3 separate regions of the Macaca mulatta genome follow, and regions 1 and 2 are each linked to region 3. A link is a contact called in public Hi-C data. All regions are on one chromosome and are shown on one strand. Each heading gives the region's core, a stretch centred on a gene start, on an enhancer-like site or on the middle of the called end of the contact. The rest is flanking DNA. Distances are from core to core; before and after follow the strand shown.

Region 1 (4,289 bases), core at 490-2,989, 150 kb before region 3:
TGGGGCTGCAGGTGGAAGCTGATTTCCTGGACCAACACATCATAGCATCTGCCAAGCCCCTGCCAAGGACTCCAAAAACCTGTGTTGAATGAACAAAATCACCAAGTGAGGAGAACACGGAAAGATTTCCTGACAAAAGAGTTGAGAACTAAATGGCTCTGTGCCCAGATGTGGGTCCATAGGGCAAATGACCTCACTTAAGGTGTCAGGTATACAGCTCAGTTCCTGAAGCTGGATTGGTGACCAGGGGACCCAGCTACAGTCCCAGCAGGACCTGCTTCCACTAATCCCAGACACAAGAGACCTGGCGGACATTCTCAACCGTAAGCAAACAATGAAGTGGCCTGGAACCATGTGCCTCGCTCTGTGCTCACTCCACCCCGCCTGACCAGGGGGAGACGCAGACAGGAAGGCACAGGCTCACCTGCGGTCTTGCAAGAGCCAACCATAGGCTCTTTCCTCAGGGAACAGGGCCCAGCAAGGGCGTGGCACTAAGCTTGCTCTAGTTGGCAAAACTCCACCAACCTTCAACACACACTGTCCTCACCTCACCTCCAGCCCAGTCAGCATAACCTTTAAACCACAAACTTTGTCAGAGGTTACACACACAGCACACAGGCCTGGCTTGCCAGGAAGGGACAGGCAGCAAGCCAGTGGCTTTTGCCAGCAGTCCCAGCCAAACCTTTGTGACAGGACACTGTAGAAAGTGACTCCTGGGACACAATAGATAGTATGGTAAGGGTACAAGTGAATTGATGCATTGAAGGGCTATTTTGAGTCCTGGGGATGCAGAGATGGAGAGACCCCCTGAGAAGCTTGCAGCCGAGAGGGAAAACCTCACCAACAGACCATTGCAACTGGCACCAGTGAGCACCACCAGGCATGCATGTGCCCTGGGACATCAGAGCACAGAGGAAAGAACACACATAAGGTGGTCAGGGGAGGCTTCCGGAGAAGGTGCGGTTTGCATTGTGGGTGCCCTGCTAGCCTGACCTTGGGTCTCTGTTTTCCCACACAGCTGCAGGCTCTACCGCAATGCCGGGCTCTGCCTGAGAACGCTCCCTGCACACTCCACTCAGCCTAATCTCAGGGTGGGTTTGGGAATTGATTGAGAGCCACCCTGGGCAACAGAGCTAGTGATGGGGGGCGCTGCGGAGGTCAGAGGGTAATCTCCCCAGCTTCTTAGCCTCCAGAGGGGACAACACCAAAGCCGGTTCTGCACTTGCCCCCGAGGTCTCCAGGGACTGTGCCCCAGTGTCCAGTGGTGACAGTTCATCACATACAGCATGTACTTCCTACAATTGCCAGCACTTCCTGGAATAACTTCAAGAGGAAACCCTTGGAATCAAATGAAACCCTTGAATGGAACTTGTTGCAGGAACACAGGTTACGGAGGAGGGAACCCCCAGAAGAGAGTGAGAGTGTCAGATGTGGGTGGAGCCCCAGCGTACACAGTCCTCGCATATGGAACAGCATCTGGTATATGAGAAACAGCTCAGGGCTTCTCCACAGCCGGGGCTGTGTGACTGAGAAGTAGGCAAAGGGCACGTCACAAAGAGGCTGGTGTGCACGCTGCCATTTCACCCATGTGTATTACGAAAGCATCCATCCAAAGATGTGTGCAAGGAGGCACATAGCAGCTTTGTTACTCACGATTGCCAGCTGGAAAGCATCCAGGCATCCATCAACAGCGCGGCACCCCCTCTGTATGCTGGAACACTCCTCAGCAATTAAAAGGAACCAACTGCAGATGCATGCAATCGGCCACACAGATGAATCGAGGAACCGGAAGCGTGCATACTCCACGATTCCGTTTATACGAATTCCCAGAAAAGGCAAAGCTAAGCTATGTTGATAAAATGCTGCCAGTGTTACCTTTGGGGAGTTGAAGGTGGGGATTAGCTGGGAAGGGGCAGAAGGGAACTTTCTAGGGCAATGGTGATGCTCTATATCTCTACAGAATTTGGATTATGGAAGCGGATGCATTTGCCTAAATACATCGGATTGTTCTGTTAATGTATGTTCATGTCATTGAATGACAATCTGACCCCTTCTCCCAAAAAAAGAACTATTAACAGATACTGAAATCTAGTCAATAACATTCATGCTAAAGTGTTGGGGTGGCGTGTATTGGTATCTGAAACTTCCATGCAATGCATTAAAAAAATGAGATGGACACGGGTGATAGGGTGGAGAGATGGAGAGGTGTGGCAGAGCAAAGATAGTAAAAGGTTAATCATGGGATCCAGGTGTCAGGAGGATGGGTGTTCACTGTACAATTATGTCAGCTTTTCTGCATGTTGTAAAGTGTTTACAATAAAATGTTGAGAGAAAAAAGGAAATAAGGTGCCGTGCCAATATCAAGACTGAAACACATTGCAGCAGAGGCACGGGGGCTCCTAAGGGTGGGTGACACCATTACATGGATGTTGAGAAGGGCTAGGGAGGAACCAGATTGGTGTCATGCAAAATGGTTATGAACACAACAGTTAGCAAGCTGCCTTGCACTTCACTGAGGAGGAGCGTCAGTGAGATAGGTGTGGCTTCTGGAGACTCCCAAAATGCAGGGGTGCCAGGACCCAGGGGCGAGGAGTCAGGGTGACACCTGGTTCCTGGCTTGAGTTGCCCGTGGATGTGGCCTAGATCCTGAGCTTTAGATGGTGCAGCTCTGGGCGTCTACAGGACAGGGTGGCCTGCCCCTGAGCCTTCAGCCTCTGTTAGTGACTGTCCACTGGAAGTGCTTAAATACCCAGAACTTCGGAACTTAAATACCCAACACTCAGAGCCAAGCGCATGTCTTCTCCCTGACAGTCCCAGGAATGGCCTGGTGAGAAGGAGGTGGGGGGAGGGAGAACTGGTTGCCTACCTGTTGTACTGAGCTTGCCTTGCCCAGAGCTCCTCTGCAATGCCCTTGCCCTCCCACCAGCAGCACCCACTTTTCCTAAAGACCAGCTTCAACTGAGGACCTTACAAGTCTCGTGTCCATGCTCTGTGCTCCCCTTTCCTATGGGTGGGGATTCCCTGAGGATGGGATGCTGTCCATCCTCAGTTGGGCCTCCATTATTACTTCAGGGGAGTCAGGCAGGCCACCAGCCACGGCTCATTCCAATGGGAGAACCTGGCCACCTACCCAAAGGTGCACCCACTAGCAGGCGGGCAGGCTGGAATCCAAGGCCAGTGTAGGTGGACTGTAGAACTTGGACTTTTTCTGCTACTTCCTTGTGATGGCAAGCAGTGGGAGGAAGAGGAAATACACGGCAATTTATTACTTGCAAATGAGAACTTCCCCAGGATACTGAAACCCAGGACAAGGGTGTGGTTTCAGATGCTCTGGGCGTTTTGTCATCTGTGTGATTTTTCCCTTTCACTGGCAAAGGTGAGAATGTGTCAATCAATTATACAATGCAAAAAAGAGTCACTGGGAGAATAAGACCCTTTTAAAAAACAATGGATTCGCATACTGGCACGATTTTCCAAAGTGGTATATTCAATTCTTTTAACATAAATGTTTTTCCAGCTCTCAGTGTGGAGGGCACCGGCTGCCCACGACCACAATGACTTCCCAAGTATACTCTGGTGAAATGCCTGCTGGACTCTCTGTCCCGGCTGACCCACACCGGAGCCTCCTCCCTGGCCAGTTGAAAGAATGTGCTGGAAGGAGCCATCAGACCGACCCACAGAACAGCTTGAACCTAGAGACTACATGTAGCAGGGGTTAGGGAAATCCCCAGCTTTAACAAAAGAAACTGAAGACAGTGAGCTACTCGAGGGCCCTGCAGAAGGATCACAGGCTGTGTCTGAAGACGGACATGCCTGAAAGAACCCTGGATGTCCCCATTCTGCTCAAGGAGACAACATGGCCCAACGCATGGATGCCTGGCTTCTGAATCCAGGCACTCTGGGTCCAGGTTTCAGTTCCCCGCCCTTACCAGCTCTGTGAGCACACCTCAGTTACCTCATCTGTGCCATGGGGACAGTAACTGCACTCCCCTGTGTGGTGGTAGAGACCCAGTGGACCCTACACATAAGGTGTGCTGCACGCAGCCTACTCTGAGACAGCGCCCAATGCATGCTGGTACCACTGTCCATGTCCCCACAGATGAGAAGCCATAGAGTCACAAAGCCAACAGGAATCCAATCCAAGTCTCTGGGGATATCCAAGCCTACAATTGTTCTAGCTTCATAATTGCCAAAACTGTTCCCATCCACGTTCTCTACTGCCTGTGAAGGAGGTCCCAGGGCAGCTATGAATATTGGCAGAAAAAAAAACCAACACATCACCAATTATA
Region 2 (4,308 bases), core at 1,627-4,126, 180 kb before region 3:
ACAACAACAACAACAACAAAAGCAAAACAAAACAAAAAACAAGAAACTCACCACTAGATTTAGCATACTTCAAACCATCTGATTTTCTTCCCCACTATGCCTGCTACCCTTTGCTTTTCAGACTCTTTAGAGAGCCGCATCATTGACTTTTCAGAATCCTCAAATAGTTGTCCCATGGGTTCTCTCCAAAATTTTAGTTGTATTTTGTGGGCGAGAAAGAGTAGAGTGTGTTTTCTCCATCTTAACTGGAACCAGAACTGCTCTATTGCTATCTTTTGACTATGAAAGTTTTTAAAGTACTAATTTGAGAGATAATCTTAGAGAAAATATACAACACTCTTTATGCAAATTGTCAAAAGAAAAAAATAGTTTCTAATATCATTTCAACATCAGAGATCCACATATGGAATGTTAGACCTGAGAGGCACCTCACATTCATCCATTCTGTCCCTCATGGGTCCTTTTTCTTTTGCCTTCTCAAATAGGAGGTATTTGAGGTATGTGTGTGTGGTGGGGGTGTTGTGTATTTACTAGAATAACAAAATTTGCAGATGTACAAACTATACTTGGTAACTTTTTTTTTTTTTTTTTTTTTTGAGATGGAGTCTTACTCTGTTACTTAGGCTGGAGTACAGTGGCGCGATCTTGGCTCACTGCAACCTCTGACTGCCAGGTTTAAGTGATTCTCCCACCTCAGCCTCCTGAGTAGCTGGGACTACAGGCACACACCACCATCCCCAGCTAATTTTTGTATGGTTAGTAGAGATGGGGTTTCACCATGTTGGCCAGGTTGGTCTCAAACTCCTGACCTCAAGTGATCTGCCCACCTTGGACTCCCAAAGTGCTGGGATTACAGGCGTGAGCCACTACACCCAGCCAATACTTGGTAACTTTTACCTAATGTGTGCCACATTTTGCATTCTCAATCCTGGTTATCTGTATAATTATCCAGAAAGTTGCACAAATTCCAAAATCTCCACCACTATAAACTCTCGCCTCAGCATCAGCCCATGCCTAGCCAGCCACAAGAATATTTTATCCAGTTGCAGAAATGCCAACTCTCCTGCTCACTCCACCACCGAACCAGCTTCATAGCCTCCCATATTCCAACTTCCCTCCCAATGAGTTTTCCACTCTGTCATCGAAGTCCCATCTCTAACAAAAATATGACCATGCATTAAAACACCTCTAATTTTTAAAAAAAGTCAGTGTTTTTCCCTTGCTTGCTTGCAAATATCATAAATGTGCATACTCCTTTTAAGAGAAAAAATAATATTCTTAAATCTTTAGCGTTGCCTCAAATTATATCATATCATTAGTGTTATTCTTATTTGTATTTAAGTACATTCAAATGAAAACTATATATAAGTACATTATTCTCATACTCTTACTTAGCTATAAAAACAAATATAATTTCAAACAAATACAAACAAAACTACAAAACCAATATCATATTAAAGTCATTTATTTAATGTGAACGATGACGTTGTTTTATTCTAAATGACTGATAATAAGGATAAAAATGTGGCTTCAGGTCCAATTCTATATTTAATGTTTAGCTTTATTTGTTAATAATAATACCATTAAGAATGCTTGGTAAATGAAAGAATAATAAGCTCTTGAAGGTTTTGTTCATTAGTTTTCAACAATCACATCTCGTAGTTAGCCAAACATGCCAGTCACCCATCCTCAAAAATCACTTTTATTGAAATGTTAGTTGATAAATTAGTCAAGTTGATTTGTTCACTTGAAAATACAATAGCCATTTTGCTGTTACTTAAATCTACATTAGATTTCTAAGATAATTATTTCTGCAAGTAAAATAAAAAATTCTTCAATAGTGTCTCCAACACTTTCTGCTAATAAACCATTATGAGGTAACAAGACAAGACAGGCTGTGCCAAGAACATCCATTCACAACGTGACTACGACATGACAAATGAGACAAGTTCTATGGATGCCGACAGCCTGATTACCTTGTTCAAGGTGATGACTTTATTTTCACCCTCCTCTTCTCCTTTCAAACTACTGTGAAGCCTCTTCATGACATCACTGTGCCTTCCTTGGCATGGAAGCAATTCTCAATAGAAAATGCCTATGGCGCTGGAATCAGGTGAGTGTGGTCTCCTGTCCCCTTGGTCTGAGCTGGCTCTCCAGATGATGCAGAATAGACTTGTAATACTTCATTTTAAAATATCACCGGTATTAAAAACTGGAAAGAGCACACAGATTTCTAAGAGTAGATCCATGGGTGGTCTGCAGTATTCCACACAGCTCAGTTTGAGAAACGCTGATTTATGGGATAAATTCCAAGGCCTTAAATGCACTGGACATGGCTCATCTCAAATCAGGGCGAATTATCTATTCTTTTTCTCATCTCCTCCATCTTCCTGAGCATTCCTCTGCTCCTAACACATTGCCTTTCTCACTGGCCATCAAATGCCAGTTCCTTTGTAAATGCTGTAGGTTTAAACCTCCTTCCACTTCCGTTTGCCCAAACACATTTACTCATCCACTGAGATGCTTCAGACCCACTCAGTGATGCTCCCTGTTTCCCCCACAGCCCAAAGCAGCACAAGCGATTCCATCCAAGTGTCCACGTCGCCATTCCAGCATCTGGCAGGTGATATCATGCCAATCAAGTCTCCAGTCTTTCATCTCACTAGAATGCCAGCTATTACAAAGATGAAACTGCGTCTTAATCAGTTTTCATTTCACTGTGCCTAATACAGTTCCTAGAAATGGTAGGAAATATAAATGTGTAATGAATGGAAAATAATGAAGACATAAAAGCACTGGAACTGGAGTATGCAAATGAAGGACTGGGATCTGGCTTACGTTTCTCAGTTGTTAGAACAGTAAGCAAGTTCTTTAACATGCATGAGTCTCAGCTGCAAAGCAGGAATGGCAGTGCCAAGCTTTCCCATGTCACAATGAAGCTGCGAGACGCACAGTCAACTAGACATGGTGCGCGTGAAGCATTCCTAGAGCTAACTGTAGAATGCTAAAAATGAAAAAAAAGAAGAAAGAAAAAAGAAAAGAAAAAGATTATTGCAACCATAGCACTATAGGGCTTCTCAAGCACGTTTGCATCTGAGCATGAGGTTTAAATTTGGACTGAGATGAACAGTGGCACTTGAAAACAATTTTCAACTTTTTTTTCCAGATAATTTAAAGATCAGATAGTTTCCAGCTAAAAATCCTAATCCATCTATAGCTTTGTATCAGAATATACCTCTATACCGGTGTATGTTCTATACGTGGTACAAATAATTTTTCATTTCAGTTGGTATAATTCTGGATAGAACCCAAGAACACTCACAGCCACGTGATTCTATGAACAAAACACACCCAGCACACAGATAATAGAGTGAAGCCCATGGTGTCAACTGAGAGATCAAGTGGCAAAAGAGGTCAGTGGACCCAGACATGAGTTTCAGGTCTGGCTTTGCCACGTTTTCACTGTGTCACTTCAGGCGCATTAATTAATGTCTCTGAGCTTCAGCTTTCTCATCTGTGTCAGCCTTGCTGGGCTATCATGACAATTACAAGAGGCAGTGCATATTGTCTATCTCAAAAAAATGTCTATTTCAGTGAGACGATGTATCAGATACAGGAGGATAATCTCATTCAATTAGCGGGGACCTGTCTTCCTGGACAAGTTCCTTGGAAAGCCAGTGGAAGAGGAAAGACCTCCATGGGGCAGGGCTTCCGTGAGTGTCCTGTGTCTTGCTAAGTGGAGTACCAAGCTGAAGGCAGGGGTCGGACATTAGCTGGATAATAGGGAAAATCTTGAGAAATTTATCCAGTGAAGGAAAGGGAACAATTTGGCTAACAAGACGGCAGAATTCTTTATTAAGAAATGTAAGCATTTGGCTGGGCGCAGTGGCTCACGCATGTAATCCCAGCACTTTGGGAGGCTGAGGCGGGTGGATCACCTGAGGTCGGGAGTTTGAGACCAGCCTGGCCAACATGGTGAAACCCTGTCTCTACTAAAAATACAAAAATTAGCCAGGTGTTGTGGCGGGCCCCTGTAATCCCAGCTACTCGGGAGGCTGAGGCAGGAGAATCACTTGAATTCGGGAGGCAGAGGTTGCAGTAAGCTGAGATTGTGCCACCACACTCCAGCCTGAGTAACAGAGAGAGACTCCATCTCAAAAATAAATAAAGAAAATAAATAAAGAAATAGAAATATTTAACCACAATCTTTACGAGGTGTTATTGCTGATAAGTAATATAAACTCTTTCCTTGGCTTTCCCAAAAATTGTTAGGAGAAGTTTGTACCCCCTTCTTCTGAAATAGCATTT
Region 3 (4,196 bases), core at 1,245-3,744:
CTTTTCCCAGAAGGCTCGGCCTGCTTGGCAGCCTAGCTGAGAGCACAAGGGCCCCACATGTATTTCCCCAGATGAAGCAACTAGTTAGACACAGAACCAACTCAAGCCATACTGTCTCATAAAAAAAGATTGATTCGATCAGGACATTTCCCCCTCCTTCCTTCTTAAAGAAAGTCTTGGCTTAAAATATTTAATTTTTTTTTTCCTATGAGTCTTTAAACGGAATTGTGAATAGCAGCAATCCTCGTAACTCTGATGTGGGCAGAGAACACTCAAAATAGTAGATAGCAGATGCCAGGCCCCCTCAGAATTGCTCATGCCTATTTATATAGATGCTGCCTTCCAATTTTTTCTCAGATCTTCCAAGTTCGATCACAGCCATGACAAAGTAATGACTCATACTTAAATGCAGTCATCAATGTCATATTTGGTATTAATACCTTTGTAGCATTGCTTTTTGTCAGAGCATCTAAGAGGAAAAAGTCCCCAAGAGCAGGAGCAGCCTGCCACCGTCCTCAGGGACCACAAAGGGCAGGGCCTGCAGAAGGCAATGCTCATTGTGCAGGAAAGCCTGCGGCCTCCGGCAAGCTGTTCTGATAAGCAGCTGTGGGAGGGAGGGGGAGGAGGGCCGAGGGAGGGGGAGGGGAGGCAGAGGTCACTGTTATCGCCTTGGAAGGCAAGACTTCAGCTGCTGCACTGATGTCTTTTCTCAAGTATGCTCCTGTTTTGCAAGTTTAAAATCTTCCTAAAAGGAGAAAAGTAGGAGCCAGGCTCAAGTTCTACCCTAGCACTGGGCAGCATGCCCTCCCTCTGCCAGCGCGGAGGAGCCTGTCATTCTTGCCCGACAGGAAGACGGAACAGGTGCCATCAGTTCCACGGAGTTCCAGCAATCCTCTGAAACCCTGCGCACCACCTCCCCCGACACAAAGATCCCCTACCCTCAATAAAGAGCATAAGTTTGTTTCAAAAAGTTTATTGTAAAATTCAAAGCTTCAACAGCAGCATCCTTTAGAAAACGAAGCATTGCCCGGATCCGTTTTGAAAAAGCAGCGCAGTTGGCTAAGTCCTTCACGCTCCTGCAACTGTACCAAGTCCAGGGCGCCGCTCCTTCCTGCCGAGCGCAGGCTGCTGAGTCACGCCTGCCCGGCCAGTCTGTCCTTCCTGGCCCTGAGGCCAACGTCCTAGCCTAGGCCTTCCTGGGCGAGCAGCCGCTCCAGACACTTGCAGAGTCCTCAGCTCGGGCCAGCCTGGCCCTGCCGCCGCCGGGCCCCTCCTCGAGAGGCCGCGCCTCCTCACTCTCCAGGCGCCCCCCCCGCCTGCCAGTCTCCACGCCGCACTCGGGCACCCTCGGAGGGCCCCTCCACAGAGCCAGCCGCGCTCTAGGCGCCCCGGGGCGTCACCACGTCGATCAGACCAAGGTCCCCGCCGGGCTGTCACTCGGGGAGGGTGATGCTGGGCACCCAGTCGTTAACGCTGCGGCTCTCCTCGCAAAACAGGCTGAGCTTCTCCAAGGCGGGATCCTTCCAGGCGTCCTCGTTGGGGTTCTGCTGAGAAAGAGCAGGGTCAGCCTGGCTGGCCGCGGGCCGAGGCGGGAACTACACCGGGGCGGGGACCGGACGGGGCTGTACTCACCGAAATGAGGATGCAGTGCAGGTCGCCCGGCGCGCCCGCCTCCTCGCCGGCGCCCACGATAGCCGCCAGCCGCTGCACATCGCCCACGCGCACTATGTCGATGTCGTTCTCGCAGCAGAAAGCCTGGATCAGCGTAAAATGGATCTGCAGCGCGATGTCGCCCTCGTCCTCCTCATCGGCAGCCAGCACGCAGAAGGTCACATTGTCGGGGTCCCTGCGAGGGCAAGACGGGGACCAAGGTCAGAACCGGCAAACCAAGTTCTCCCGCAGCCACCCCTCCCATCCGCCGGTCTCTTCGCCATTCATCCCCGCCCCTGTCTCCCAGCCTGGGTCGCGTCTACACTTACACGTTCAGGACTTTGGCTGACTCGTAGACGCCGGCAGTGAGGCAGCCCTGACGCTGCGCGGACAGCAGCAACTCGTGCAGCGCTTTCCCGGCACCCTGCATCCTGCGGAGGAGCCAGCTAGTGAGCGGGAGACGGCCGTGGGGCGCGGTGGAGCCCCGAGCCCCGGCCACGGGGATTCACCCTTGGCTCTCCAACTCCAACCACACTCCAATCCCGGCTTGGCGCCCGCACCCCGGCTCTCCAACCCGGATCTGACGCCCGCACCCCCGGGCTCGGCTCCTATCCCGCGGATTCCCACCCTGGAGAACCCTGACGGTCGCCGACTGACCAGCCGCTTTCTCAGCGCCCTGAAACCCACCTGTCTGTGCTTTCCGGAACTGTGTCCTGGCCGCGGACTTCTTCCAGAGTCATAGTGCGATCAAACAACAGCAAGTTATCCACAAGCGGAGAGCGCGGAGGGGACGCGGGCGAACACCCTGAGACCAAGAGCTCAGCACGGCGCGCCCACCACCAGCGAGTGCGCCCGGGCTACGCTGCGCGTCCTTATATAGGCGGATGGGTGCGGCGCCGCCAGCTGGCGCGAGGCTGCCCGCCTATTGGCCGGCACCCGCTTTCTGATGTAAATGAGACCGCGAGCCCGCGGCTCGTGCCAGAAGGCCACGTGGGGAGGGGTGCGGGGGATGACAATGCCTCAAATCTGCCGCTTTTGTTGGGGTGTTACCAGGCAGACTGGAGCCTGCAGATTTCATCTCGCCTGGCTTTCTTTTTTTTTTTTTTTTTTTTTTTGAAGTCCTTAAAAGGAAAAAGTAAAAAAAAAAAAAGCCAATCCACAAAAACCTTGTTTGCTAATATGATGCTGCAATTTGCGAAAAGCACCTTTATAGAATCAAAAGGAATTTTATTTCCATTTTTTATTGCTACCTTTCTATTTGTTTCTTTTCTTTAATTTGAAGTTTATGAGACTGTTGCATTGGAGCAGGAAATTAAGGTAAAAACAGGTAACGCCAGTTAAAGGCTTGCAAAAGGCAGTGGGCACAGCCCCCTGCAGCTGACCACTAGCGTCCGGAGCGCGCTGGTAATGCCTGCCAGGCATACTCAATGTGTACATTGAGTAGTCGCTGGAAGATCCTACCCCACCTCCCCGCCCTTGGCCGAGAGCAGCGGGGCGCCGGAGAAGGGGGCGGGCAGGGGCGAGCAGATTGCGGCCGGCGCACGCCGCTCGTTTGCATTTCTATGGAGGGCGCACAATAGCAGAGGTCTGGCGTGTGGCGGTTTGCAGTAGGGACAATCGAGGCTTTCTCTTCATAGCAACACTGTCCACCTGCCGCCGGGTGGGGTGGGCAGGCCCCCGCCGCGCGTGGGGGTCGCCGGGCTGCCTGGCGCGTGGGGTCGAGGCTGAGTGCCACTCCGTGGTCCCTGAGTACGCGCCGCCTGTACTGGCCCTGCTACATGTAATTCCCTTCCACCCGTTCCTCGCACGGGTGCCGAGCAGCCGCGCGAGTTGGGAAGCACAGAGAGCTGCTGCGCAGTCTTCGCGACTGGACGCCCTCTGGCCGGGACCCCGCGGCTGCGGCCCTTGGAGCTTAGGGGATGTAGTTCGGAATCTGTTTCCCGGGGCGCCATCTACAGGCAGGTTAAAAAGATCCTGAATCCCTTTTCTCCTCCCCTCCCCCAACACACACACCCTTGCATTGGCCTGGTGCGGGGGAAGGGCGGTGGAGGGGGTCGGCCACGGAGCTGCCGGGCCGGGGCCACTGAGCCCTGTCCAAGCTGCGCATTAATAGGAACCCCAGTAAGGGCTGCAAAACGCATTCAGGTGGGGCTGCAGTTACCCTGGGGAGTAGAGGGCAAAAGGAGATTCCCATCCAGTACTGATGGAGTAAGAGCCCCTACGTCTTATGCCATGTTGAAATATTTTAATTACTTAAATACGCATATGTAAAAAGCCTTTTTTCCAGCAATAGAATAAAAGTCTGGATCTTGAGAGAGTTTAATAGGCTAGAGGTTGCTGCCGCTTGACCATACACGCTGGCACTTTCAGAGGATTCACCCACTGACCGCAGCACTTTTGGTGTCTGCGCCTTCTGTTCTACGTGGAAAGGCGCGCTGGGGACACCTCAGTGCTCCCCTTTTTTGGGTGAGGCCTTGGAGACTGGCCGGGACAGTGGCGGGCCGGGTGGATTGGATGGAAACCCGGGCCCTGCCGCAAGACTGGGG

The links. A called contact is a pair of places that touch in the nucleus more often than the background predicts.
Region 1: a contact with region 3 is called in a Hi-C map of fetal cortex germinal zone, with 2.5 times the contacts expected there. The contact joins the enhancer-like site here to the promoter of GADD45G in region 3. A contact is called at or near these places in 2 of 14 Hi-C or Micro-C datasets (fetal cortex germinal zone and liver).
Region 2: a Hi-C map of fetal cortex germinal zone shows a contact between it and region 3, with 1.9 times the contacts expected there. The contact joins the enhancer-like site here to the promoter of GADD45G in region 3. A contact is called at or near these places in 2 of 14 Hi-C or Micro-C datasets (fetal cortex germinal zone and liver).

Annotation. Positions count from the first base shown.
Region 1 is chr15:120,426,206-120,430,494 of T2T-MMU8v2.0, reverse strand. No RefSeq gene overlaps it. Among named protein-coding and RNA genes, the nearest start is that of GADD45G, 150 kb to the right of the region's middle. Within about 2 kb of position 1,739, at least 10 of the 40 cell types and tissues checked have an H3K27ac peak or open chromatin away from gene starts, as enhancers often do. A contact at or near this core is called in fetal cortex germinal zone, where this site is marked.
Region 2 is chr15:120,454,574-120,458,881 of T2T-MMU8v2.0, reverse strand. No RefSeq gene overlaps it. Among named protein-coding and RNA genes, the nearest start is that of GADD45G, 180 kb to the right of the region's middle. Within about 2 kb of position 2,876, at least 5 of the 40 cell types and tissues checked have an H3K27ac peak or open chromatin away from gene starts, as enhancers often do. A contact at or near this core is called in fetal cortex germinal zone, where this site is marked.
Region 3 is chr15:120,272,220-120,276,415 of T2T-MMU8v2.0, reverse strand. GADD45G (growth arrest and DNA damage inducible gamma) reads right to left here and starts at 2,494. Exons shown (of 4, transcript NM_001193910.1): 1 at 2,338-2,494; 2 at 1,980-2,081; 3 at 1,633-1,846; 4 at 951-1,544. The coding sequence starts at 2,390. The coding sequence ends at 1,434.